4 separate regions of the Sus scrofa genome follow, and all the other regions are linked to region 4. A link is a contact called in public HiChIP or PLAC-seq data. All regions are on one chromosome and are shown on one strand. The core of a region is the stretch at or near the end of the contact, and the rest is flanking DNA. Distances in the headings are between cores, read along the strand shown. Region 1 has its middle 21 kb from the start of RBPJ. Region 2 has its middle 38 kb from the start of RBPJ. Region 3 overlaps RBPJ (recombining binding protein suppressor of hairless). Region 4 overlaps RBPJ (recombining binding protein suppressor of hairless).

Evidence for each region. HiChIP or PLAC-seq counts read pairs in DNA pulled down with a chosen protein or histone mark.
Region 1: an H3K27ac HiChIP or PLAC-seq map of skeletal muscle shows a contact between it and region 4, with 5 times the contacts expected there. The contact joins two enhancer-like sites. A contact is called at or near these places in 1 of 47 Hi-C or Micro-C datasets (embryonic fibroblasts) and 2 of 2 datasets of contacts at active chromatin or transcription factors (alveolar macrophages and skeletal muscle).
Region 2: a contact with region 4 is called in an H3K27ac HiChIP or PLAC-seq map of skeletal muscle, with 4 times the contacts expected there. The contact joins two enhancer-like sites. A contact is called at or near these places in 2 of 47 Hi-C or Micro-C datasets (both in liver) and 2 of 2 datasets of contacts at active chromatin or transcription factors (alveolar macrophages and skeletal muscle).
Region 3: an H3K27ac HiChIP or PLAC-seq map of skeletal muscle shows a contact between it and region 4, with 2.7 times the contacts expected there. The contact joins two enhancer-like sites. A contact is called at or near these places in 1 of 47 Hi-C or Micro-C datasets (embryonic fibroblasts) and 1 of 2 datasets of contacts at active chromatin or transcription factors (skeletal muscle).

What each region holds. Positions count from the first base shown.
Region 1 is chr8:19,908,153-19,915,946 of Sscrofa11.1, forward strand. No RefSeq gene overlaps it. Among named protein-coding and RNA genes, the nearest start is that of RBPJ, 21 kb to the right of the region's middle. Within about 2 kb of position 4,524, at least 33 of the 83 cell types and tissues checked have an H3K27ac peak or open chromatin away from gene starts, as enhancers often do. A contact at or near this core is called in skeletal muscle, where this site is marked.
Region 2 is chr8:19,891,340-19,898,184 of Sscrofa11.1, forward strand. No RefSeq gene overlaps it. Among named protein-coding and RNA genes, the nearest start is that of RBPJ, 38 kb to the right of the region's middle. Within about 2 kb of position 3,857, at least 12 of the 83 cell types and tissues checked have an H3K27ac peak or open chromatin away from gene starts, as enhancers often do. A contact at or near this core is called in skeletal muscle, where this site is marked.
Region 3 is chr8:19,986,979-19,994,039 of Sscrofa11.1, forward strand. All of the region lies in intron 1 of RBPJ (recombining binding protein suppressor of hairless), which reads left to right. Among named protein-coding and RNA genes, the nearest start is that of RBPJ, 57 kb to the left of the region's middle. Within about 2 kb of position 4,578, at least 10 of the 83 cell types and tissues checked have an H3K27ac peak or open chromatin away from gene starts, as enhancers often do. A contact at or near this core is called in skeletal muscle, where this site is marked.
Region 4 is chr8:20,139,698-20,146,591 of Sscrofa11.1, forward strand. RBPJ (recombining binding protein suppressor of hairless) reads left to right here. Exons shown (of 11, transcript XM_005666567.3): 3 at 362-457. Among named protein-coding and RNA genes, the nearest start is that of CCKAR, 57 kb to the right of the region's middle. Within about 2 kb of position 5,099, at least 6 of the 83 cell types and tissues checked have an H3K27ac peak or open chromatin away from gene starts, as enhancers often do. A contact at or near this core is called in skeletal muscle, where this site is marked.

The DNA of each region.
Region 1 (7,794 bases), core at 3,274-5,773, 230 kb before region 4:
TGCTGGCCAACACCTCGTGTTGTTTTTATGTCAGTGCAAGTGGCCGGATTGGAGAAAGTGCACACAGGCTACTGGAAAAAGCAACTTGGCTAACAGAAGGCGGCCAGTCTCATCTCGTGTCCAACAAACATGGATCGGGTAAAACAGGCCCTCCCTGGTGTCACTCGGTTTCTGCCTTTCCTGGGCCCTTTCACAACTCTGGTCCTCTTGCTGATACATAGGTCACACATCTTAAATTGTCCAGTGTCCCTTGCCTCCAAAAGGTTAGAATCCATAAAACTTCAAATGCTGGTTGTTCAGGGCTACAGTCAGGGCTGAGGCCTGGGGACTATCAAACAGATCAAGACAGCTGGAGAGAAGCTATGCCCCTCCCCCCGGGGATTATGACAATGATGCCCAAACCCAGCAGGAAGCAGTTATGGAAGCCAAACCATCGGCAGTCACTGTCCCTGGAGAATGAGAAGCAAGATGGAAAACAGAGGAGGGATTTTTCAAAGCAAAGCCTAGTGGGGTCCATGGGGCACGGGGGGTGGGGAGAGCATAAAATGGAATCTAGGTGATAAGTTGAGATCTAATCTCTTCTTTTGTGCTTAGTCTAGTTTCACTTGCCTGTAGGGGGCAGTATGCAGAGGCCTCGAGTTGGGCTAGAGTTCCCAGTGCAGAACTGCAGCTCCCAACGCAGTGCAGTTCAGTGGGGTGGGCTGTGTGTAGAGGCTTTGCACACACACCTCAATCCAAGATGGCGGTGGCAGCGGGCCGGGTGCAGAGGTGGCTTAGCACCTCCCCCCAGGGGCATATTAAGCAGCCCCGCCACCACCTGTCAGGGAAATCATGTGCTCTAGAGCACAGCTGGCACCTCTCCATTATCTGATCCAAAAATAAAGCTTTCTTTTGTTTCTGAACCAAACTCAGTCTCATTCAATTGGTGCAAGCAACACTGGGCAGGAGGACACTTGTTGGGGCCCGGCTCAAAAGGGTCATAACAAGAGGCAAAAAAAGACACCATATCTTCTTTCAGAGAGAGTGGGATCTGACACTTTGTAGCTTTTGGCTAGCATGAAGCAAGTGCCTGGAAGAACCAGGGGACCACCATGTGAAATTAACATAAAGCCCATGATGTGGGATACAGAAGGAGAGAAATGGGGTTCTGGTGCACATCTCCTCGTTGCTGGAGCAAACGTTACCTGATGTCATCCCAATCCACAAACTTTTTAGTTATTCTTATACCTAAATAAATGTCTTCCATTATTGAAGCCAGTCGGAGTTGGATTTTAATCACAACAGATTATTCTGATGCATCGATCCTCTTGTTGCTCCTCTTATTCCTTACCCATAACTGGAGGCCTCTCTCTCACAGGGAAAAAAAAAAAAAAAAAGAGGAGGGAAGAAAAAAGGAAAGGGTTTGAAAGCCAAGTCCATAGATCTGACTTCGCAGTAGCTGCTCTGGAAAGAGGTCCAACAGGAGACCTTCAGAGCTGTTGGCCAGAATAAATTCCAAGGTTATTTGGATATGTCAGTGTCCCATCCTCTTGCTTCTCCCACAGATAATCAAGAGCTAGCTGGGCGTGCTAATCCCCACCAGGCGCAGCCAAGGAAAGATCACCACTCTGGAATCCTGAGTCTTACCAGAGGGACAAACCATCACGTTCAGAGTGAGTTCCAGGACCAGGGGCAGATGCCACCTCGTATTAGTGACCCATCTGGAACACCTCAAGCCATTTCGCAGACACTCGGAGCACAGCCTGTAAGCCGTCCTGCTTCCTCCTCTTCCTCTATGCCCCAATCCTGCCCCAAAGGACAAGATGAGATGGGGCCTGAGGGCCAGTCTCAACAACCCGTGAGTCAGAACTCAAGTGCACAGCACAGCCTCTACTGATAGCAGGAGTTGAGTCAAAGTGTGAGGCTTAGTAGTTCCTTGAAGAGCCAGGCAAAAAGCTGGACCACCTGAGATTACCCTGAACCCAGAATGGGACAGGGAGGTAGGCCTGCAGGACAGTAGAGTAATAGTCCACAAGCCAGGACATCCATCAGGCTGGTCCAGCTCAGGGACGTATTAGGCAACTGCCGGTACCTGAGATTCCAAGAGAAGGGAACACATCACAGCAGCAGGGCGTTAGGGAGATGGTTGCTGCCCGAGGGGTGTGTCCACAAGGAGTAGAGCCCCAATTCCCAGTTTCCAGCTCTAACACATACTAGCTGTGTTCCCCCAAAGAATCTCAATTTCCTCACCTAGAAAATGGGAGGAATAATCATTCCTCTGTTATAAGATTGTTTTGATAAATAAATGCACGTTATGTATGCCTGGCTCACAGCTGGACTCAACACCAGCTGTTCCTTGGTGACTGGGGCTAAGGGGAGCTGGGATTCACGGGGGAAGCTGGCATGGGGAAGCACAGTGCTTACCCCCCACCCCACCCTGATCATTCAAGCCTCTGCATCTATGGGGGGGGGGGCAGGCTCCCTGCTAGAGCTGGGGAAAGGCACCAGAGCTCCCCTACCCTCCTGACTTAAGAGCTGTGTGACCTTGGATACATTCTCCAACCTCTCTGTACCTTTGGTTCCCATTTTTTTAAAAAGTGGCCATCATGGTAACTTCAACTGGCTAATATGGATAAAAGCACTTAAAACAGTACTTGATACTTGGTAAAGGCCACACTAGGATTTGCTGATACCGTCCCCATGGCCCTGATCCACATTCCCGCCCCAGGCCCTGCAGCTTTCCCCAAGCCTCTGAGCCAAGGTCAAGGGGCTGTTTTAATTGCCTGGTCGCAGCCCAGACTGTGGCACCAACCACACGTTCACAGAAGGCTTCATGTATCCATTAGGATTCTTTTGGTTACAAGTAGCTAGAAACCTGCCCCAAACTGACATCGGCAAAAATGAGGTTTTTTTGAGCACACATAACTGAAGAGTGCATGGCTTGGGTCAGATGCTCAAAGGGTGAGGTCAGGTTCTGGTGTCACTCTGTCGACTTAGCCGTCCTTGATGTGTTAACTCCCTTCTCAGGCTGATCTCTACTCATGGTCACAAAACAGCTGCCAGTCGTGGCAGGAGATGCCTCCTCCCTGGCTCACAGTTAGAAAAGAGTAAACTACTTCCCTACAGTTCAAACAAAAGCCCTCCATCTAATCTCCTTGCCTCTGATTGGTCTGACTTGGTCATGTACTAGTCACGGTGTTTTGATTAACAAGGTCTGGGTCAAGGGCCAACCGTGGAGCCAGAAATAGAGACATGCAGAGACATGCATGTCCAACAGAACTTAAGGCACAACTGCCCTCCCCACCACCACACACACATGTTGGCAATATTTGAGGATGGCAGAATAGGATTATAATATAAGAAGGAAAATTCCTGGTTTCTTTTTCCTTATCATCGCCGAGCAGTTCATCACCTCTTTCCTTTCAAAAAATGAGTCAGGCAAGTTGTAGCTTGACCTAGAAGAATCTGCAGTTAGGAATAAGATTGCCCAGAACAAAGCCTGGCTCCACGCTGACTGCCTCTGTGACCCAGGGCAACTGACTTCCACCTTGAGCCTCAGTCTCCTTGCCTATAAAACAAGAAATTCTCATTACGGCTCAGCAGTAACGAGCCTGATTAGTATCCATGAGGATACAGGTTCGATTCCCGGACTCACTCAGTGGGTCAGGGATCTGGAGTTGCTATGAGTTGTGGTGTAGGTCAAAGATGAGGCTCGGATCTCGCATTGCTGTGGCTGTGGCGTAGGCTTGCAGCTTTAACTCCGATTTGCCTCCTTGCCTGGGAACTTCCATATGCCCCAGGGGTGGCCCTAAAAAGCAAAATGAATGAATGAATGAATGAATGAATACCCTATAATCCTACCTACCTTACAGCATTGCTGTGAGAATTAAATAAAAGAACAAGGCCTGTCGGGCCCACAGTTACTAATGCATTTTACTTGCCACTGCTATTAGCGAGTGGGTGTTCCCATGCCAGCCCTTCTCTGTCTCACTCTGAGCTGGGCTCTGGGCTGACAGTCTTCTGGGGAGAGAAGGGAGCAGGTGGAACCATCCTCTTCCCTCTCCCCTCCACCCCCCCATGTGACTGACTGCCCTCCCCCCCAAGCTGAGGCAAGAAGTTTAGAACCCAAGAAAGCCAGACTGGGAACCAGCCCGTGCCAAGGAATTCCTAGGAAGTGCTCCCCTACCCCTGAGTTCAGAAGAAAACCACAGCATCTCTTTCTGCCTTCACAGCCATCTCTCCTGAGGGAGGCAGTGAAAAACAGGAACCAAATAAGGCCCAAAGCTACGCCGGCATTTGCATGCCAACTGTTTATATAGATTAGAGCCTCGCTGTTGACTCGCAGCTTAAACCTCCGAGGTTTTGTAGTTCATGAAAGTTTAATGTTCTGTTTCATGATGTTTCTTGCCATTACTAAGTGGCTCTGTCAGCTCTTAGAAGGGAAACTTCCCCCTTCAGGGTACATTTCCCCTGCCCCGAGCCAGAGAGCCCCCGTTGCTAAGGGCATCTGTTCTGTTTGCTTATGAGAAGTACAGATGTGAAGAGTCACCCAGTTGCCGCTTTTGTTCTGCTCATCCGGCAGCCGGGGGGAGCCGGCTGATGTAACAGCTGCAGAACACTGGGGCTCCCCGAAGGGGGAAAGAGAGAAAAGAGAAAAGCCAAACGGAGCCCAGGAGACGATGCCAGCCCTCAGAGGCCTCCAAGAATTGGATCTATTCTTAGGCATCACTCTGCATCACGCCAACCTGCACGGGGGCTGCTGGGATGCAATTCAGTTCAACCCTGTCTGCTGAGCCCTCACGGGGCAGCGATGTGGGGGAAGATCACTGGGTTTCTGCCCCTTGTAGGGGAGATACTCTCACCGGGGGTGGGAGGCTCCCGGCTGGGGATGATGGGCTCTGCCCTGAAAGGGTCTCAGCTGCACACTGTTCATCAGGGTCACATCTGTATCAGAGGAGAGGCCCAGCGACTTTACCCGCTGAGCGAAGTTCATCGTTCAGGTCAAAACTACAGATAGTGCCTGAGTGGCTAGCGGGTTGCCTGCACTGTGAAGGCACAAGATGAGAAGAGATGATCAAGAAATATCTGTCTAGTTGATGACGACCTTGCACTTGCACCCCAATTAATTTCATGTAGCTCAGGAATAGATGACTGTTAATCCAAATCCAGCCACAACGTCTCCCCCTGCTGCCTCGTTTGTCCAAGCCACTATTATCTCTCAGCTGGGTCGCAGTCATCGTTTCTTACCTGGCCCCCCTGCCCCCACCTTTGACGATCCATCTCTCTCTCTCTTTCTTTTTTCCTTTTTTTTGGCTGCCACCTGACATACGGAATTCCCTGGCCAGGGATCAGGTGTGAGCCACAGTTGCAACTGATGCCACCAAAGTTGTGGATCCTTAACCCACGGTGCCCGGTCGGGGATAGAACCTTTGTTCCAGAGCTGCAGAGATGCCGCAGATCCCACTGAGGGAACTTCAGCCCATTCCTTTTTTAGTTTACACTCCATCCTATAAACACTAAGTTCTATCATGTCACCCTTGTGCCCAAAACCATCCGGTGGGCGTTCCGGTCTTGGAGCAGCGGAAACGAATCCAACTAGGAACCGTGATGTTGGGTTCGATCCCTGGCCTCACTCAGTGGGTTAAGGATCGGCATTGCCCTGAGCTACACGGTCACAGATGCAGCTCCAATCTGACGTTGCTGTGGCTGTGGTGTAGGCCGGCAGCTGTAGCTCCGATTCGACCCCTGGCTTGGGAACTTCCATATGCCACGGGTTCGGCCCTAAAAAGACAAAAAAAAAAAAAAAAAAAAAGGAAAAAAACCCCTCCGGTGGCTTCCCACAAAAGCCAAAGCTCTTCGACAAACGACCCTGGGTGACTTGTGCCCCCTGCCCCATGAGTGAAGCCACCTTGAAAGTGGCTCCCTCAGCCCCTGCATCTGACATCATGCGGAGCAAGAGATGAAGTTTTCCTTGCAAACCCTCTAGAAATGGCAGAATCATGAAAGAATAAATAATTGTAATTTTGAGAGCCACTAGGTTTAAGGTGGTTTGTTACACAATAATAGCAGTCTTTAAGATTTCTTTTTTTTTAAGTTCACACTAAAAAGATTCAAAAACCGCTGTTACAGAAAAATACCTAATGATAAGATGAAGGCTTTATTGGGCATTACATTTCAGTGGGTATAAAATAAACAACATTTTTAGCAGGCAAAGTATCTATTAAGTTCTCACATAGCTTGAATTTTTAATAAGTTCACTTCCATAATAGGTACAAACAAGTTGCAAGATTCAGCTCAAAATTTTAACAAAATTGCCAATGCTTTCTTGGCTCTGATTTCTTTATAAAGGGCAAGAGGGCAAGAGGGCAAGAGGGCAAGAGGAAAGAACAGTCTCATTTCTTTCTAACACCCCTACTGTCTAAAGTAGACATGGTCCTCAAAATCCCAGGAAAGGAAATGCAAAAATAAACAGAGTAAGTCAATTCTTAGGCTGAGCTACCAAGATCCTCCTGATGACGTAGGAAATGGGGACACGTCTGGGGTAGTTTTCAATATGTTTGGTTTCACGCTGTTGTTGGTGGCAGTGGTGCTAGCGGTGGGGCCTTTGACCCAGCGCCAAGTAAGATGCTGTGTCGTATGGAAGACCAGCCTGGCTACAGAGCAGGTGCAAGTGGTTCCCTGTGTGCCTTTCCTATTCCTTAACCCTTCCACAGTGTCCTTGTTCTCATGGATGTCACTGCTCCTTGCAAACGGAACAGGCCTAATTCGATACGACCAGGGAGTTTTCAGGCAGCTACAATTTCATTCTTTTTTACTAAGCCTCCCTCGCCCTGGAATGGATTTTTTTTTTTTTTTTTTTTTTACATAAAATGCAGTAGTTTACATTTTTCTGAGTTTCATTTCATCTTCTTGTTTTCAACGGTGCTTCCCAGCTTGTCGACACCCATTGATCCTTCCCTGGATCAACTGCCCACGAGCTCTCTGCCTTAGGTCTTCTGGAGGGTTTACAAATATGTCTTGGGTGCCTTCATTGAGAAAAATGTTGAACTTTTAGACTCTGTTGCAGTGGGTGGAGTCTTTCTGCAGAATTTCAGAGTCCTTTAGCATTTAAAAACCTCACAACCACCACCAGAAGATTTAAAATAGTGCAGGACACCCTTTTCATCTCTAACTATGTTGGGTTTTTTCTTTTCTTCTTAAGGCCCCACCTGCAGCATAAGGAAGTTCCCAGGCTAGGGGTCGAATTGGAGCTGCAGCTGCCAGCCTGCGCCACAGCCCCAGCAACGCCAGAGCTGAGCCTCTTCTTCCACCTACACCACAGCTCACAGCAACACTGGATCCTTAACCCATGGAGGAAGGGCAGGGATTGAACCCATGTCCTCATGGATACTAGTCAGGTTCGTTACTGATGAGCCACAATGGGAACTCCCTGTAACTATGTTGCTTTAGCTGTCATGTTGCTGTGCACAGAAACGTGTCCGGCAGGGTCCTGCTGATGCCCCGGGTGATAAGTACCATAGCCTTGCAAGCTGAGTACTGCTCCAGGTCATTGTTTACAATGGAAGTTTTTCTCCCCATGGGTTGGAAGTAAAACAGTGTTTGTCACCTGTAAATGGTAACACTAAAAAAAAAAAAAAAAAAAAAAAAAAATAGTGTCAGACAAATAGGTAGGAATGAAGGTATGATCTGAGCAGGGATTAAGTGCCTTTAGGTGTCCACAGCCCCACCCAGAGTAAATACGAAACTCCCCTGAGAATCCCGTCACTTCAGTTACTGTTCCACAAATGCACTCACCCTTTCTGAGGTCCAATGCAA
Region 2 (6,845 bases), core at 2,607-5,106, 250 kb before region 4:
GGGACTCAAGTTCAAGTCTCTCCTCCAGAGCAGCAATGATAGCCTAAATGATGCCTTCCACTTGCAAGCAGGTTTTAGAAGCTGGACTATATGAGACACAAAAGAGGATATGGGACTTGGTGAATAATACTGAGAGAAGCATAGAACGTCCCGGAAAAGGGGGTTGGGTAAGCAAGCCAGGATTTAGTTTAGAAGGGGGAGAGTTAAGAAGAGAGAGAAGAAAGAAAGAAATAGAAAAGGGAGCCTGAGGACCAGACAGAGCCTCTGTAGGGTAGACCGATCTGGCTCAGAAAAGTTTGGGTTGTTTTTCTTTTTCCAACAGTACCCTCGGCATACAGCAGTTCCTGAGCCAGGGATCCAACCACAGTCCCAGCAACTCCAGATTCAAGCACATCTGTGACCTACACCACAGCTTGTGGCAACACGGGAGCCTCAACCCACGGAGTGAGGCAGGGATGGAACCTGCAGCTTTCCAGAGATGTCAGGTCCTTAAGCTGCTGAGCCACAACAGCTACTGCAGGAAAGTTTTAATGTAGCCCTGCAATTTCTAAATAGAAGCCTGTTGAAACTTTCCCTGGAAGGCAGGTTTTCATGTGATTGTTTTGAAGAGAGCAGCCAAGATGTTATTGGGGACAGGGAGAAATCCTGCCCTTCGTTACCAGCAAGCACCATCTCAGTGGGTTGCAGGGTGACTGAGAATTGCACTCACGGCGACAATACAACCAGAGGGGCAAAAGGACAGAACTTCACGTGTCCTCGCCCAGAACAAGGACAAAGACATACCTGTTTTCTACAGTATGTCTCACACAGTTCATGTGTATATAGAGAGATCACTGCCTGTACGCCCCAATCCCACCTCTAGATTTTAAAGCTCATTAAGAATTAGTGTTTGGGGAGTTCCCCTTTGGCTCAGCAGGTTAAGAACCCAATTAGTACCCATAAGAATGCAGGTTCAATCTTACGGGCATTGCTACAAGCTTTGGGGTTGGTCGCGGATGTGGCTCAGATCTGGCGTTGCTGTGGCTGTGGTGTAGGCCACCAGCTGTGGCTCCAATTTGACCCCTAGCCTGGGAACTTCCATATGCCACAGGTGCAGTCCTAAAAAGGAAAAAAAAAAAATAATAATGAGTGTTTTGTGTATCCATCTCTGCATTTCTGAAGACGCAAGCCCCAGCCTTTTCATATGTGTTGGTTCTCTGAACAAAAGAGATCATCTTTGAACAAAAGAGTTTAGCACTTTCGTTAAAAAACACCTATTAAGCACCGATTGAGAGCCAGGTATTAGGCATCTGAGAAACAAAGATGGAAATTCATAGTCCCTGTCCTAAACACTTTTAGCCTAGGAAGGCAACGGACGCTGAAGTGGACATCTGTTGTTTTCTGGCTCTGAGCCCCAGACCCCAACTTCCTCTTAGCATATCACTCCCTCTTCTGGGAAATCCCCAACAGTGTGTGTTTGGGATGGGCCATTCTCTGTCACAACACAGAAGGCCAAGTTGCTAGATACTCCTCTCTGCCTCCCTTTTCCATTTCTGGTGCAGCCACAGGATGGGCACATGAATAAGCCCAGCCAAGCAGATGCTCTCCCAGCACATGGAATCACGATAGTGTTGCAAGAACCTCACATACGACTGGAGGTTCAAGTCAACATGATGCTTGTGGCAGATCCTCTGCTTCTTGCCCGTTTTCCAACCCTGCTCTTATAGAGTCTTCTTTGATTTTGAGAACCCCAGAGACCATGCCAGTAAGTTTCTTTTTCTTAAGATTTCCAGAGTTGATTTTGTGGCCAAGAGCCAAATCCCTTGCTGATATAGAAAATATTTTTATATATAGTGCCCAGGCTAAGGGTCAAATCAGAGCTGCAGCTGCCGGCCCACACCATAGCCACAGCAATGAGGGATCTGAGCCACATCTGCGACCTGCACCACAGTTCACAGCAAAACTGGATCCTTAATCCACTGAGTGAGGCCAGGGATCAAATCTGCATCCTCATGGATGCTAGTCGGGTTCATTACCGCTGAGCCGCAATGGGAATTCCCCAACATGTTTATCTTTTGAATACAAATATAAGAACCCCATCCAAGCCATCTCAAAAAAGTGAAAAGTTCATTGTAGGAACACAGTGAACAATATGGGAAGTGGAGATGCCTGAAGGTAAGGCCAGACAGCATTATGGGGGAATCTTCATGAAGCTTGAGCTTAAAGAACATTTCAGGGTTTAATCAATCATCAGTCACCTGGGTCCAAGCTTTTAAGAAAGTTATATTTTAGTGAAGGAAATATACAATAGTAAACTGATAAACAAAACATTGCGGTTTATGATAAAAAAATTATAAAAGAATAAAAAAGATGTATTTACTAGGAACCTCAGCTCAAGGGCTGATATTGACATGATTATTATCCCCTATATGTCAGCTTTTTTCAGCCCCACCACCAACGGAAATCTGGACTCCCTATAACATACCTTTTCTCTGTCTTGTAGCTTCTGCTTCTTCAGAGTTTTGAATGCTTCATAACTTAAACTTTCACATCATAGCTTCTCCACCGTCACAGGTCGGGTTCCCTGGGAAGCAGACTCGGGGGTGGAGCTTAGCAGACAGAGGTCCATTAGTGCTCTTGGGATTCCCGCATGTGGAAGAGAAAAGAAGTGGATGGAACTGGTGAAGAGAGAAGCTGAGCTGTAGTGCCATCTCGACTTGCATGACCAACTTGTCCCAGTTTGCTGGGGACTTTCCAGGTTTTAGCCCTGAAAGGTCCACATCCCTGGAACTGTCTATAGCCCAGGCTAACCAACGCAGCTGGTCACCCTGGAACTGACGAAGTCTCAGCCAGCCTCACAGGTCACTCTGAAGCTGAGATGGTACTATGAAATTTTCCCTAGAGAATGACCCCGTTTCCACGTCAACGAGCCATCAGATACGGGCTTCCCTGGGAAGGGTGCGTGATCTTGGGTGAGGAACAGGGGAGACTCTCCGATAGAGACAAGGGCCCAAGAGAGCTGACAATTGAGGGCTGTCTACTGGCTGCACTCCCAACAGCAGGAGGAATAAACCCTTCATTTTGGGGTGGGATCTGAGAGGCACATCACAGCAGCCGCTGTATCAGGTTCTCTGCATGTCATGACTTTTCACCTTCAGTTCCTACTGCTCACTGCTGGAGTCTCCGAATTTTCTCTCCCAATTCAAATCCCCAGTAGAATCTGATCTGGCTTGGCCCACATCGCAGTCACTAACCATCTGGAGACTGGCTCCCCGCGTCCACTTCACTATGGCTGGAAGCAGGGTCCTAAGATAGAGGCAGGCCCTTCTAGTCTCACCCCTTTGACAGGGTCTGTGTGAAGGGCTGGAGGAAATCCTGCTGGTGGGTATCCCAATGGCATAATTGTATACCAGCAAACCACTGTAATGTGCTATAGTGCTTGGAGCATGTAAGTATATAAGCTGGAGTATTTAAGTATCAGTGTATGGAAGACATATATAAGCACAGTTTGTGTGCTGCCCAACCACCTAGGTCTGCCTAGTAGAGCCCAGAAAGTTTCCCCACAGCTGAATTAGGACTCAGAGGATGAGCTCAGAGCAGGGTTTTGCCCAGCAGGTAGACAGAGGAATTTACTCCAAGCAGAGAGAACCATACACACACAGCACAGAAGTGTGAGAGAAACTGGAGTGGCCCTGAAGGGGTTGCATTTCAGCCACCCCTGTACTAACTGCCTCTTAACCAGGTGCCTGGGAGGCATTTTTGGCAGCCACTCAGAGGGCAACATGCCACTCATTGAGTCATCCAGGGCACTCCCTGTTCCCATCGCTCATGAGATGGTGCCAACAGGTTCTCTGGGCCAAGTCATGCCCCACCCTGATCCTGTTTGACTTTGTGCTCTGCCAGGATCCCTACAAGGGGTGGCATGGCCTGGGGCCCCTGCTGACCTTCAGACAACAGCAGCAGCCAAGTCAATGCAAATACTGGTTCATCCTCATACCGCGAGGCTCCCATTGATGGCAGCCAGGGCTTGGGAAGGGGGGCAACTGGTGAGTTTAGTTGCCAATTTGGCTCTGGAAGGCGGCTCTGCTGCTCCTATTGCAGCCCTAAGAATGGAAGGATTCCCAGGAGAGGTGTAAACGTTCCATCTATGGTTTCCAGAAGCACTAAAGTTTGCTGACTTCTAACGTATCACACAAGTACAGCAATGAAGAAGACATTTACAACAATGAAACAGAAATCACCATCAGCAAGTTTGCAAGATGAAAATAATAGCTAACATTTATTGAGCACCAAGTGCCGAACAATAGTTTATAGGAATTAATCTATGTAGTCCTCGTCAAAACCCTAAGATATACAGTATTCTTGTCCCTATTTCTCATGAGGAAATAGAGGCACAGAAAAGGTTAAATAGCTCTGCCAGAAATTACGTATCTGGTAAGTGCATTTGAGCCCAAGCATCGCTCCATCTCAAGCGCTCTGTTAGCAGTTGTTCTGATGACTTCGCTGCTGTCTTATGGACTGATATCTGACGATGCTCTGCGATTTATTAACAAAGTTCTTTCAGATACGTTGTCTCGATGTATCTTCATATTAGTCCAATGAAGAAGTCATCCCGTTTTGCAGATGAGGAAATGAAGGCGCAGAGAAAGTAAAGTGAACAAATAATCAATGAATGGCTGCATTAGGACCTCAAATAAGTGACTTTCTTCCCAGTCTGCCCTGTTGTGGATTATTTCAAAGGGGCCTAAGATGACTTGTATCCAAATATACATAATGACTGTAGATACCCTCAATGTACCCCAAATGACTACATATTCGTTTTGTGCTTATAGCCGTTTCCTAAAGAATAAGCATTAAGTAAAATGGGCGTAAAGATTACACGAAAGGAGATCTGAGCTGGGAGTCAGGACTCCTATAATCAAGTCTGCTCTATAATGAATGCCCATGATCTTGACTGAGTAACATTGTGGGGGACCGCATTTTTCTCTCTTGAAAAGCCAACAGTGGGAGGAACCCGGTGTCCTGCCCATTAAGGACTCGGAATTGTCACTGTTGTGGCTTGGGTTACCGCTGTGGCGTGAGTTCCATCCCTGGCCTGGGAACTTCCTCATGTTGTGGGCGTGGCCAAAAAAGAGAAGAAAAGAAAAGCCAATAGGTTGGGTTTTATGAACTCTGATTTCCTTCCAACTATTAGAGGTATCTGATAGCATTGTAAGTCTGAGTTACTTAGAAATACTCACATCAGCACAATTTCAAAGTGGAGCTGCTGAGGACCCGGCATCTGTGTAGTGGCAACCTACCTGTTCACTCACAGGTGTTCCATACCTGGCCTCAAGATGGTCTAACTGGGATGGACTATTTTTACCTGAGCATCACATGGATTTTTTTTCTTTAACATTGGAGGCAGAGGAATTATTTTAAAAGAATCAAAGCAAATTTACTTTGAAAGAATCAAAGTAAATCTATACTTCCACCTTCTTGAATAGGTAAGTTAGGCCCCCCGTGTCTGACCTCTATAGATAAAACACAGAGGTTGTGTGCTCACTGCTGGTCCTTCTTCCGAGGGAGTGCTTGAATCTTCTAACTACACAAAGTCTCCCTGGTGGTCTGTTTTTGTGTCATCCTCCTACTTGGACTGCATACTGATCTACCTGGATTTACCATCTTGTCTTGCAGATGGTAAGACATTCTAGAATGGTGCTGGCTGAGGCTGTTCCTCAGGTTTCTCTGCCTACATTCAATCCTAATTTTTTAAGCTTAAGGTCTTGCTGCTATTCCTTTTCTTTTTTCCCCATTTATATATCTCTGTATTTTCACATTCTCGTATCTCATGGCATTCCCTGCAGTAGACTAGGTCTTCTTAAACTTGAACGATGTACTATTCATTTTATCAGAAGAAAAAATTCTTGTGGCTTTTCCACCACCACCACTGTGCTAAAATTGACTTAAATTATTTTTTATATCACCTGAACAGGTGCAAATATAAAAATGAGTTTTTAAAAAAATCTTCAGGTGGGAATTCCCATTGTGGCTGAGAGGGTTAAGAACCTGACATAGTATCTGTGAGGATGCAAGTTTCTGGCCTCACTCAGTGGGTTAAGGATCTGGCATTGTCACAAGCTGCGGTGCAGGTTGTAGATGTGGCTTCGATCTGACATTGCTGTGGCTGTGGTGTAGGCCTGCAGCTGCAACTCCAGTTCAGCCGCTAGCCTGAGAGCTTCCATGTGCCACAGGTGCAGTCATAAAAAAAGAAAAACAAATAAATAAACTTTTAAAATTAAAAAAAATTCCTTAGATTTATAGCCTTCATATGCCATATAAGGCCAAAGAAACCTTACAAATGAAGCACAAACCACATGACAAAATCTTAACTTACAGTATTAATTTACTGTGGCAGACAATGCTGTTTTAAATTGCTGAAATTAAATTTCGGCACAGACTGTGACTGTGGTTTGGGCTGTCACAGCGTGGGTTCTTTCAAGTTTGGCATGCTTGTGACATCGTGTGCCACATGAGAACTCAATCTTCCCATCCTATTCTGCCATCCAAACTACTGTCAAGTCTCCATTTGTTCGACACGCCAACTGGCCTTGGCTTATCATAAACGCATCATTTACATATTTTTAAATCCAGTCGTATATGTTTAAGGTGTACAACGTAATGATTTGATATACATATACACTGTGCAATGGTTACTCCAGCCAAGCTAATTAACATAGCTTCTCACATAGTTACTTTTTGTGTGTCTGAGGACAGTATCTGAAATCTGCTCACAGCAAATTTCTGGTCTTCAGTACAGTTTTATTAGCCATGGTCATCATGCTGTACATTAGATCTCTAGGCTTATTCATCCTGACTTTAAATCT
Region 3 (7,061 bases), core at 3,328-5,827, 150 kb before region 4:
GAATGAATGAGTGAAGGGCTATCATGTCTATGGAGGTTATTGAAACTGGAAGGGACGAGGACATGAATTTTCTAAAGGCTTTACAGTACATAAAACATACATGCCTTTGACCTTTCCTCAAGCCACAGAGTAAAAATTATAATACTGCCATTGATTTCTGATGGTGAATGTGCTTGTTTGAGGGGCACTCCATGAGTTGGAGGCCCACAGGTTTTTATATGCGTTTTATATGCGTTACACACTGAGGGACAACCATGTGTTGGGCTTCACAAGAGGTTGAGCATGCAGAGATGAGTAAGAGACATTCTTTGACCCTGAGGAGATCACAGACAAGTAAACAGATAGCAGTGCACTCCCCACTTTCTCAAGGACTGGAAGAGGGATGTGAGTAGATATATGGCTGCTCAGAGAAGGGAATTATCAACACTGCCTGGGAATCTGGGGAAAATCTTCACAAAGGAGGTTATGTCTGAGAGTGGTCTGGAAATAGGCGTAGTAGGAGCTTTCCAGGTGATGAAGGAGAGGAAATGTATTCCAGAAAGAGAAGAAGCAGAGACAGAGAGTTCTATTATGGCTGATACAGAGAAGACTAAAGATTCAGAGTGGCTGGAATGAGGGGATAAGACAGATGGAGGCTAGTTGGGCTGGGTGGTAAAGGGCTTTGTGCCCCTAGATTTGCCCCCTAGGGAGCAAAGCCAGCAGAAAAGAAGAAAGAGACAGAAGCAGAATCTTTCTTATGGACATGGCAAGAATGGCATCAGAGGACAGATTGTGGCTATGGGATACTCAGCGCTGAGAAACTATCCCCCCCTTTAGCTCAGTACTTGGAGGCAACTGCCCAAGTTGAAATCTATGCTCTACTGACTTGCTAACTCTCTGAACTTTGGGCAGTTACTTAATTTCCCTTTGTTTTAGTTTCCTAAATGGGAATAATATCACCAACCTCAAAGAGTTACTATAAGAATTTAAAGAGAGGAGTTCCCATCATGCCTCAGCAGTTAACAAACCCGTCTAGCATCCCTGAGGACTCAGGTTTGATCCCTGGCCTCGTTCAGTGGGTTAAGGATCTGGCGTTGCCATGAGCTATGGTATAGGTCACAAATGCGGCTTGGATCCCAAGTTGCTGTGGCTTTGGCATAGGCTGGTGGCTACAGATCCAATTGGACCCCTAGCCTGGGAATCTCCATATGCCTCAGGTGTGGCCCTAAAAAGACCAAAAAAAAAAAAAAAGAATTTAAAGAGAAAATATAGAGTCTAGGAGAATCTTTGCCATTCTCAATAAATGTTAATGATTAATATTATTAGTATTAATATTAGTTAATTATCTTAAATTGATCTTCATCATTCTGTGACTCAGAGAGTATGACTTGAACACCAATTACCACTATCCTGTCTCTTCCCCAACCCACCCCCATCTTTCATCCACAGCAGTGAGTATAGACTTTCTTGATGACAGAACCCAAGTGACATTGCTTCATTTGAAGCACAGCGTTAGCATGTCGCCGTTGCTTAATACATGCTTGCTAAATTTATGCCAGTCAGGGCAGTCCAATTTTCCAGAAGCAGTCCAGGAGGATCGGAGTCTATGTCTGGCTACATCTCCAAGAGTCAAAGGAATTCCTGTCCCCTGATCCACCTCTGCTCACTCAGTCCCAAAAAGAGCTCTAGAAATTGGAGCCAGGACAAAGAATCCAATAAAGCGAGAAGTAAAAAAACAGGGACACATAGAGTTAAGTTTAAACATTTGGTGACAATGGAGTAGTGAGGCTTCATTTATTAAGAAAAAAAATTTCCAATATAAGGGGTATAATACAAAAAAATTAATACCTACCTGGAACCAAAATTTCAACAAAATCTGGGTTGGAGGTAGCTGATGTGAAGGAAAACAGAAGTAAGAACATGCATTGCTTTGTAATAGGGAAGTGGGGTGGGTTATAGATACTGATTATTTTTAGTAGGAAAACTAATTTTTTACATGTTTGTTTAAAAAAAGTTCAAAGACAATGAAAAAACATAGGGAAAACTTAATTGCACATAGCTAAGTGAAAGAAGCCAGTCTGAAAAGACTATAAACCCTCTGATTCCAGTTACATGATATTACGGAAAAGCCTAAACTGCAGCGACAGTACAAAGATCAGTGTTTGGACTTCCCATTGTGGCTCAGCAGTAACAAACCTGACTAGTATCCATGAGGACACAGGTTCAATCCCTAGCCTTGCTCAATGGGTTAAGGATCCAGCATTGCCGTGAGCTGCGGTGTTGATTGCAGACATGGCTTGGATTCCAGGTTGCTGCGGCTATGGTGTAGGTGCGGCAGCGGTAGCTAAGACTCGATCTCGAGCCTGGGAATGTCCATATGCCGCAGGTGCAGCCCTAAAAAAAAGACAAAAAAAAAAAAAAAGATAAGTGTTTGCCAGGGATTTAGGGACCGAGGTGGGGGAGGTGAAGGAGGATAAGTAGGTGGAACACAGTGGACTTTTATGACAATGAAACTATTCTAAATGATGCTGCAATCCATGTCATTATACACTGACCAAAATCTATAGAATATACAACAGCAAGAGGCAAGTCTCATGTCAACTATGGACTTTAGTTAATAATAATGTATCCATGTAGGTTTATTAATTATAACAAATGTACATCACCAATGCAAAACAATAATAAGAGAACCTAGGACTCTTATTGGGGAGAGGATATATGGGAATTCTGTAGTTTCTTTTTTTATTACAGTAGAGTTGGTTTACAATGCTGTGCCAGTTTCTGCTGTACATAAAGTGACCCAGTCATAAATATATATATATATATATATATATATACACACACACACACACGTACATATATATATGTGTGTGTGTGTGTATATATATATATATATATATATATATATATATGCCCTTTCTTGTATTATTTTCCATCATAATCTATCCCAAGAGACTGGATATAGTTCCCAGTACTATACAGTAGGACCTCATTGCTTATCCATTCTAGAAGTAGTAGTTTGCATCTACTAACCCCAAACATCACTCTGTAGTTTCTTTTATTTTTTTTCCCTTTTGCAGCCATGCCTGCAGCATATGGAAGTTCCCAGGCTAGGAGTCGAATTGGAGCCACAGGTGCCGGCCACAGCCACAGCAATACCAGATCTGAGCCGCGTCTGTGATCTACACCACAGCTCACCGAAATGCCGGATCCTTGATGCACTGAGCAAGGCCTGCATTGAACCGGCATCCTCATAGATACCAGTTGGTTTCTTAACCCACTGAGCCATGACAGGACTCCAGGAACTATATAGTTTCTGATCAACTTTTTTGGAAACCTAAAATAGCTATAAAAAAATAAGCCTATTCATATTTTTTCCTCAAGGGCAAACACTGATAAAAAAAAAAAGAAGTAGGATATAATCAACTGCCATGCTACTAAGAGAGAGAAAAAAAAATTTTTAATTTGAATCAATCCAATGAAGATAGGGGGTGGGGGAACAGTTAAAGAAGCTAACCACCCAAATCTTACTATTCTGAAATAGGGAGACAAGCTCACCTTGTTTTTACAGGTGCTCTATCTGCCTGAGTGGAGTTAGGACCCAGTCTGACCCTTCGAGGACCCTATGGGCATAGAATTCCTGTAGTTGCCTTAAAAAGACTGCTAACGTGCTTCTGTTTGTGTTTAATTCCATTTATCTAGAATATCAGAGGCACAGAGTGGCCTGGTAAATTTCATATTCTGTTTAAGTGGGGGCTGCCATGGATACCATACACAGCCATCCAGTTTTCTCAGAATTAGAATGTGCGCAATAAAACTGATTTTAAGAGAAAACTAGGCCAAAGAGAATTTAAATTTATTCCATGATGAGTCCTCCGTGTTGAGAGAGGCACTCCAGAATCCAGCAGGGCCTCAAGGTGTCATTCCAAATATCACTTCTTTTTCAGAACCACGGAGACCTTGGGGCTGGGAAAGGCAGCTGAATCCTCACTGACCATAAGGAAGAGCCCTGGAAGTGGCTCTTTGGCATAAGCCCCAAAGATTCCCCTCTGTCTCTGTCTCAGGAAAGCAGAGTAGAGAATGTTTATGCAGCAATGTTAGAAAAAAAAAAAAAAATTTCATTTGAGTCATCTGATGGTTGGATCCTGCATGACTGGCAGCCATGTAATTAGATTTGAATTCTTTCCTGTCTCCTTTGCCATTGCAAAGACCTGGGTAGTTTCTTAGTGAGTTCAGAACCTCAGTCCTGCAGGCCAGGTGGTTAGCTGACTCTGGAGTAGGCAAGACCTTCTGTTTGGATCTCAGCTCTGCCTTGTCCTGGCTACAGTGACTTGGCTAGTTACCTAAGAACTAGGAAAAATGGAGATGAACGTTCATATTGGCTACCTCAGCAGGTAGCTGTGAAGAGTCAATAAAATAATCCAAATAACAGGCTTGGCACAGAGTAGGCAATACTAAATATTAGCAATGATCATTCTTATTAACATTCATCCTCTCCATGGAAAGGACCCAAGATGAGCCTCTATATCAGGATCTAAGTGACCGTGAATGAATTTCATCCCCACCCGAGCGGAACGGAGTTTCGCACGGTCTTGTATTCATTTATGCTTTTTCACTTGGAGCTGCTGCTGTTTCAGAACATCTGAGGCAGCAGGCCCAGGGTACAGGACCATATGTCCACCTCATTCCAAGGGCGCTCTCCCAGAATCTGCGGCTTGTGATGTGGAAAATCCAGAAACGCACAGCAGCCTTCGCTTTAGTCACGGAGCGTCTGGGTGCCGCTGATAGATGGCAGATGTCAGCGCTTTTGCTCCACGTCTCCCCGCCGGCCTGTCCCTTCTCTGGCTGCTTTCACGTTCTCATTCCCGAATGTCCCAAGAGAATTGCCAAGAGCAGTTTCCTGAACTGCTACTTGTTTCCAGGCCTCCCCAGCAGGTCTCACCCCGGGGTCGGTCCCACTGTGGTGAGTAGGCCACCGGGACCACTCAGGGCTTCCCAGTTCCGGCAGCCGCATCAACCCCCTCTTCCTCCTCCGCACCCGGCTTCGCATCTGGAAGGAGGGATCTGGACATCGTCTCACAGGTACACTTGCGAAAGCGAATCTGCTACAGGGGTTTATTTGCTCGAGCTTATTTGCTTTTTTTTTTTTTTTTTTTTTTTTGAGCGTATTTGCTTTTTGCTTTTCAGAGGCAATCTGGTTGTAATTTCAGCAGCAGACTCTGTTTGGCTACTTTATCCATCCCGCCTAATTCTGCCATTTCCCCCAGTTGCTGCTTTGCAGACTGTCTCTGTTTCAGTTATTCCTTCTAAAACATACACCCGAACACACAATCACACACATGCACACACAAGCTCACACCCACATGTGGCACACTGTTCAGGGGAAGAATCCCAGCAAGGTACCTATCTAGATATCATTGTCACAAGACCTGTCATTAATAGTGACCTTCTGTTTGATAGCGATGATTTATAGTATTTTCACTTCCCCTTCCAATTCATATTTTGCTTCACATTTCACATTTTGAAGGTTGTTTTTTTTTAAGATTTTAATTTTTTCCATTGTAGTCTATTCACAGTGTTCTGTCAATTTCTGTTGTACAGCTAAGTGACCCACTCGGACGTAAATATACGTTCTTTTTCTCACATGATCCTCCATCATGTTCCATCACAAGTGACTAGATGTAGTTCGCTGTTCTATCCAACAGGATCACAAGGGTCTTTAATTTTGAGCCTATGTTTTCTTATTTGCATCTTCAAATCTCTGCGGTCCTCCTTTTTTAAAAAGCAGGGAAGAAAAACAACACCCAAGGACACAACATGTGACTAATCAACAAAATTCTAGGTAAAAACTTAAATCTGTAAATGCAATTGGACAAAATGCAAGGAAATCTCTCCCATTGGGAATAATCTCAAGCTGGCCAGGGGTGGAGGCCATGAGTAATAGGTCTTTTCCTTCTTGCTGAGTCTCTATGAATAGCTTGACTGGGTGGATGTTGAACAGCCGCTCCCCTTTCATTCATATAGAACTTGGCCCCGCAGGGCTGGGTAAAGAGACTCTCTGTTACCTTGATGTTTTCAGTCCTACGTCTGAATGGTGCCTTGTTTTGGCCCTGACTTTTTTTCCCCACCTCCATTAACTCAGCTCCACAGGCGGAATCAGCACTTAATAAAACAACTATTGGCCCATGGTGCAAGTCAGGGAGGCTTGAGAGCTCTTCTTGGCTTTGTTTTTCTAAAAAGTACCCATGACTGTAGCCAAGCAAATCAGCATATACCCACGGGCTTCCTTAGGAGAAATTAAAACAAGTTAGGCAGCGGGACGGAGAACGAGTCAGGGAGCCTCAAAGACATGTAATAAACTCTCTGCCTTTCTTCTCTTTGGTGTGTGTGGTGGGAGGGGGGGTATGTTTTTCTGAATGGGGCAGAAAGTTCTAGGGCTGTTTGTGGTGCTCACATCAGCTCTTCGGTTGAGTTGGGCTACAGTAAAAACAAACAAATCAAAACAAACAAACAAAAGCAATAGCTGAGGGAAAAGAGAGGCGCCTCTCTTGAGTGGGTCAGTGTCTTGGACCTCTGGGACTGAACCCTGGCACGGTAAAGAAATGGGTGAAGAGTTCCACAGCCAGCCTCCGTTGCTGTGCCTTCTGTTGGGCCCTCAAGAGCATCTACTGACCAGGTTGCTCTGACCTTGGCTCCTTTAAGAGACTGTACCCCATCCCCTGGGTCTCCTCCTACCCAGAAGTATTTGCCCCTTAACTTTTCCATCTTACTCCACTGCACCAAAACGTTCCCCTCACCGGGAGCAAGAAAAGTAACCACGAAGGGCACAGACTTAGGCGTAACCAAGCCTGCTTTCAGATCCCATTTCTGCTATTTACTAGCTGATTGTCCTTTCGTAGAGGGATTTTACCCCTCTGAGCATCAGTTTCCCTCATCTATGTGCATTAATGATAGTACCAATACTGTATGGATCTTCTTACAAGATAATCATAGTAGGAAAAGAACAGTAGGCTGAAATGAGACAATAAATGTATAGGACCAGAGTTCCCTGGTGGCACAGTGGGTTAAAAATCCAGTGTTGT
Region 4 (6,894 bases), core at 3,849-6,348:
TAAATACAAAAATATTGCATGTCATTAATTTTTTAAACAGTTAAAAGCCCAATTAGCAATGTACATAGTGATTCTAGTTATTCTGTAAGTTGAAACTGGTTTAATTGAGTACATCATAAATTCCAAGAGTACAGGACAGTTTCTTCTTTCAAAGAACAAGGTTTAAAGTTGAAGATGAGCAGTATTGATTTCCCCATTGTATAATATTCTTTAAATTTAGTTCATGAGTTTGTTTTGCTTGATTGTTTTCACTTTTAAATTTGCTTGTTTGAACAATACTCTTAAGCATTCTTCTCATTACAGGGCATAGTAATATTCTAAATCTTACCCCTGTATTAGTGATATTTATATTTTATTTTAGGGAAGCTATGCGAAATTATTTAAAAGAGCGAGGAGATCAAACAGTACTTATTCTTCATGCAAAAGTTGCACAGAAGTCATATGGGAATGAAAAAAGGTAAGATTATTGTTTTTCTGGTGGATAATTAATAGCTGATAATAGCTGTCACATGAATTTGCAAATGATGTATTAGTACGCGAGTAAGAGAATGATTTCTATTGGATAATTATAAGTACAAACTGAATAGTAGGGAATTTTTCTCTATTAAATTGTAGCTTATTTAATAAAGATCCTCTGCCTAAAACCCGGATTTCACAAAATGAAAGAATCTTTAATTTTGGGGGAAAGCTGCGTGATGTTCCCTAAGTATTTCTGTGATACATTAGCTCATTCCAAAAGTAGTTTTTCCTTTTTGTGAAAGTATACTTGTACAAAGAAATGAGACTTCAGGAGTGCAAAGGCAGGGGTGATTGTGAAGAAAAGGATTCCCAGCTCTCTCCACCTTGACCCTGTGTCTGTTCTTGTTAAGCACAACGGCAAAGCTGAGCTGGTCCTCGCACCACATGAATGTGGGACTACAGAAAGGGCCTGCCAACCAGATTAGCCAAACTTAAATTATAACAGGGATTTTTATATTTAGAATTTGTCTTACTATCTTTTAGATTTCAGCTTTTGTGGTGTGTAATTGTGGATTTTTGCTATTTGTTTTTTCACTTGGTTCCTGGAATTTTCTTAGTTTCTCTAGTCTTTGTCTTTCAGACAAAGACATTTTGTGGACAAGCTGTTTATGGGGGAAGATGAAAGATTTTTTTTTGGATTGATTAGAAAGACACCAAAACTGATGTGGGAGAAGGAATGAAAACTCAGGTTTGGGTGTTGGGTTAAAAGGAATGAGTAGCATCTTAAGAGTTTGTGAGATAAAGAAAATCTTAGCATATGCATAAGAGAAGGGAAATGTAGTATATAATTAATTTACGTGCTACAAGCATTTTAAGTAGTCTTTTTCTCGAAGTCCTCTAAATCTGAACTGAAAAGAAGGTGAAACTATTTAGTTGATAATTTTATCCTCCAAGAGAATGAATATGTGAAAACAGTATTTCAGAATCATACTGTCCAGTGTTCTTTTTTAGTTATTCCAGTGTACTAAATTTCTGATTATTCTGTTTTACTTCACTAATGAAACTTAATCATCTGATTTAGAGTTAAATGTAGGAAGAAGTTGGTGCCTACAGTTTGGGACATAGAAACCAAATCCAGATAGTAGCCACTTTTTGCATGAAATTAATACTGGAAATTCAGGTCCTGCTTCTAATGATGAAAACTTATGTATCTAAGAGATTGTCTTCTGTCCATTTAAACAAAACAAGTCAATACCCTGATTGCTTGAGATGGGTCTAAAAGGCCAGCCTTGTACCTCATAGTGAATCTGAAGAAGGAACCATTTCCCTAGTCATGAGCTTGACATTGTTCTGGAAATGCCTTACAAATATCTTTAAATTTTAATCCTCAGAATAATATTATGGAGTAGACATGTTTTAATTCTCATTTTGTGAATAAGAAGACTAAAGATAAGAGATTAACATGCCCAGGTTCACTTTAGTTAGGAGTGATGGAGCCAGGACTGGAACTCCTGGGTCCGTAATTCTAAATTTCATATTTTTTTTCATTTCCCTTATTTTTATTACCTTCCATTTTGCATTTGAGTGTTAATTATCTAAAGCAAGGTTTGGGCATGGAGAAGTTACCTAAGAACCTAAATATGCCTAAAGAACCCAAACTTTATAAACTTAACTTTGCCTGAGATTCTCTCTTTTACCATTAACTAAGTGAGATTGGGCTGGATCTAATGGAAATACGCATAAACATATGTTCACTATATAGCTGCCAACCTGGGCAGTGTTGCTGTTTTTTTCCCCCGGATTTTTGAAGATAGGTTTTAGTACAATTAGATTGATTTATTGCCTCATTTATTCTGCATTTCTGATAATGTTAGAGCCCAGGTACTATGCAAAAGGCTCTTCGTTGGGAATCTTAAAAACCACTATATCATTTAATACTATGATGGATAACTGAGGCCCGGTGGAAATAATAGAAGGGGAAGAGCTATTCAAAAAAGTATAGTCCAGATAAGGTTCCTCTTTGTTAGTAAGCGTTAAAATACAAAGCTGTAGTGGCTTATCAAGTTAAAATAGGTGATTTAATGGTTATCTTTTATTATGATGGCCTTTGTTTTTTTATATTTTAGAATTTTTATTGGGATAAGTAGTTGACTTACAAAGTTGTGGTAAGTTCAGGTATACAGCAAAGTAAATCCGTTATACGTATGCATATATCCATTCCTCTTTAGATTCTTTTCCCATGTAGGTTACCACACAGTACTGCGTAAATTCTCCTGTGTTATACAGTAGGTCCTCATTCCTGTCTGTTCTCTATATAGTCATGTGTATATGTCAATCCCAGCCCCATAATTTACCCATCTCCTACTTTCTCCTTTTGTATGATTGCCTTTATTTTCAGCTTCTTTCTATTATTTGGGTATAGCCTGGTCAGTCTAAAACCCCAAAGGAAAGCTCAAAGAATCTAAGCTTCTGACTCCAAAAAATGGGGAAAAAAAAAAAAAAAGAAAAAGCCAGAATAACCTCTTTCATATGTATTAAAATTTCTAGAAGAAACATGCACTAGTTTTACAATAAACGTAGAAACCTATTAAAATTACTCTAGTTTTTAATAGTGTTAGTAAGGGTCTGCTAACAGAGTCCAGCCTCCTGGATGACTAGTAAGGCTTCCTGCCGGAAGAGGTCTTGTCCTGTAGCCCCTAGCGGAGTGCAGTGGAAAGAGGAAGCTCTGCTTTCGTCCTTGCTGATCATATTCAGGCCTTTTTGAAAAACTGCTAAGGCGTTAGGCATGAGGTAACCTGGGGACATGACCACAACAGTCCTCTTGGCTTACAAAGTAACTCCAATGAATGATGCTAGAAATATTTGGTCAGGAAGTTTTATCCTAAAATTTAAAATTGTTCTCAGTATTCACTTTTGTGCTTGATAATGAGTATTTATTTGCGTAACTCATCTGGTATCCCATTTATGTTCATGGTTAGTTTTATTTTTTCATTGAAGAAGGTCTTTCCAGATTGAAAAATAAACTTAAAAAAATTATTTTGTCTAGAAGAAAATTTCCATTAAAGATATGGAAACGCCATTTGACATATTAACATTCCTTCAACTTTGTGTCAGGGCAAGTATGAATAATCAGCAAAGGGTAATGATTCTGCCAAGAAAGTTAGATAATGCAAATGATGTTTTTGGATTTTTGTCTAACCTTATATATTGGGCTGAATAAAAAAGCTTCTTTGAGTCTGTAAGGTATTTTCCAGACTTCATCTCAAAATTTGAGGGAAAAAGTTGTTGAATCACCGAAAATAAAGAGTGATTGTTTGAACTAGGAAATTATTAAAATCATAAATGTGTGCATAACGCCACCAAGTGGCCGATAAAAAGCATTGCTTGTCACAGTTTATTAGATGGAGCTACTGGGAAAGATTAGAAAATAAAGGCATATTGTTTCCTAAAATATCCTTTTTTAGAAACTGTTAAACTCTGAAAGTTGACCTCTTGATGGTCAGACTTTTCACTGAGTGTTTGGTACATATTGACCAACTGTCCAAATTAAAAAAGAAAATTGATTCACATGCTATTGTAAGGGTGTATTTTGTTTTACTTTTGGTTAATTGACATTTTTTTCTTTTTCCCTTTAACTTCCTTTTTTCCCCCCTCTTTTCTCTCGCTCTCACTCTCGCTCTCTTTTTTTTTTTTTTGGTCATACCCATCACATACAGAAGTTCCCCTGCCAGGGATTGAATCTGTACCACAGCAGTGGCCTGAGCCACAGCAATGAGAATGCCAGATTCTTAACCCACTGAGCTACCAGGGAACTCCCTCCTTTCTTTTGTCTTTTTTCTTGTTTGTAGTTTTTTTGTATTGAATCTTAACTTTGGTTTGATTATTAAATTATTTCTGAAGCCTATGGAAATGAAGAGTTGATTCATTAGCTAGTTTTTAGGGGGTGGCCATATAGGGGTGTTTAAAATATGATTTCATCATTGCACGGTAGAAATTATCTTAATGTTTATATTGGATTTGCTGTTTTCTTGAATCACAACTTTCTCAAATAGTCAAAAGTTGATATAAAAGTAAGACTAGTTCAGAGGCAGTTGAAGAATCTTCATTTTTCTTAAGTTTATTATATGATTGGAAAGCATTTTCAATTATAGAACCTCGGTCAGTGTCTAGAGTGGCGAAGAATTTCTTGTCGACCTGATTTTATGTCCTATTGGTTTCATGCTGTTTTATCACAGTACTCCTGAGAAGACTAGCACTACGGAGCCTTTTTACAGTTTTAGCCCTCTTTCTGTTTTTTAAATATGAAAGTGTCTTTTACGGTAGCTTGCTGAGATTTGAGTACTACATTTGGTACACTGTATTAAAACACAGCTCTTTGAATTTTATAGCCAGTATACCAGCTTACTAAGATGTCCTAATATCATCTGTCAGTGTTCAATGAAATAGTAATAGGAGACAAGTTTCCAAAATTGATGCCTTCTCAACTTCCTGATCGTGTGCCAGCTAGGTATTTGAGTCTGTGCCATGGTAAGCATTGGGTGTTTCCAGCTTTAGAGGCCAGAAAGATCCCTGGTGTAGACTTGAACTGATCCAACTCCAGAACTAGCCGATAATCCAGGCATCCCTCCAAACTTAGAGTGACCTGGAGCTGAGCCCACTACCTCGGCCGTGACCTCGGTATCCACAGCCACAAAGAGAGTATGCACAGCCATGAAAGCTCCTCGATACCTTTCTGTTGGCTTAGATAAATATGAGATGACCCCAGGATTTCCTCCTCACTCACCCTGACCCCTTTGGCCTTCTTGGTCTGCTTCCCCATTACCCCTGGCTTGGTCTCCTGTTATCCTCCTCCAGCCACTGGTCTGTTGTTTGCCTTCTGTCCACTGTAGTCCTTCCTACTTTGGAGCCTTTGCCCTTCTTCTGAAATGCTCTCACCCTGGATACCCATGGCTTTAGGTCGTGACTCAGTGTCATGTCTTAAAGAAGCTTTCCCTGACTGCCCAGTTCTTCTACATTTTAAGTACCCCTTCCCTACTTTATTTTTTCCCTTAGTACTTACCGTCAGTTAACAGAGTATATGTTATTTTAGTCATTTACCTTTTTAAAATGGTCTTTCCTATTGGAGTATGAGTTCCATTAGAGCAAGAATTTTTGTTTGTTTTAAATATATTCCTAGTGACTGGTACAGCCTAGAGATGTAATTTTTTTTTTTTTTTAGGGCCATACCTGCAGCATATGGAAGTCCCTAGGCTAGGAGTTGAATCACAGCTGTAGCTGCCGGCCTACACCACAGCCACAGCAAGGACAGATCCAAGCCACATCTGCGACCTACACTGCAGCTTGCAACAACACTGGATCCTTAACCCTCTAAGCAAGTCCACTGAACCTGCATCCTCATGGATACTCTTCAGGTTCTTAACCCACTGAACCACAACAGAAACTCTGGATGTAATAATTTTTGTGAATTAATGAATAATATAAAACCACCCTTCTTATGAATTGATAAATTGTATGTAGAGTGTCTCTAAAGTAGTCTTTGGTAGAGTTGAGCAAAAACTAAGTGCTATCATGTATTTCGATTCAATTCAGTCAATATTGTAATAGAAGCTGAGGGGAAAGCAAACAAGTAGATACCACTCTACTACCTTTAGGGGGGTGCCTGAGAGCTAAATCCAACAGGGTGGCATCTGTGTGTTCATATGCACACATATGCATGTGTGTAATTCTTCTTCTGTTTTATTTTTTTAAGTCTGTATGTTGTTGACCTAAGAAGTGCTAAAAAGTATAAATTAGTTGTCATATTTTAAAATTAGAAATTTCATGTAAAATTTGATTTCAGGTGTCTGTTGGAAAGTTGGAGGATGTGACCAGTGCTAGGCCCCCATGTCCATAGTTCAGCCATGTGAGTGAGTGGATGGGTGTCTACTCACACACTTGCCATTCTCAATTGTGTCCTTGTCATCAGAGCCACACACCTGTGGCTGATTATCATTGCAGTTAAGGGGTTTTTTTCTTTAAAAAATTTAAGGCTTAAAAGAATTAAGAAATTTTTTTCTATGCTTTAATACAAAAAGTGGAAATTACCATGAGGGGACCTACTTCTTTGGGTAGTTAAAGGATATTCCTACTCATTTGTTACACACTTAGTGCACTCATTTATATTACTTGGCGACTATTTGAGTTTATTTGGCTACTATTTGAGTAGATATTTGAGTTTTCAGGCCCCTTGATGAGACATGGCATAATGTTTTAAAATAAATATTAATATTAGTAAGTCTATGTAATTGGGCAAAAGAATTTTACCCTACATAAGGACTGGATTGATGGTCTGGACTATATAAAATGTGGGGCTTGAACTGTGCTTTGAAATAGATATTTTGTAATTGCAAGGAGAAGATTCTAAGGAAGTTATTCTAACTGGGAAGAATTTTTGAG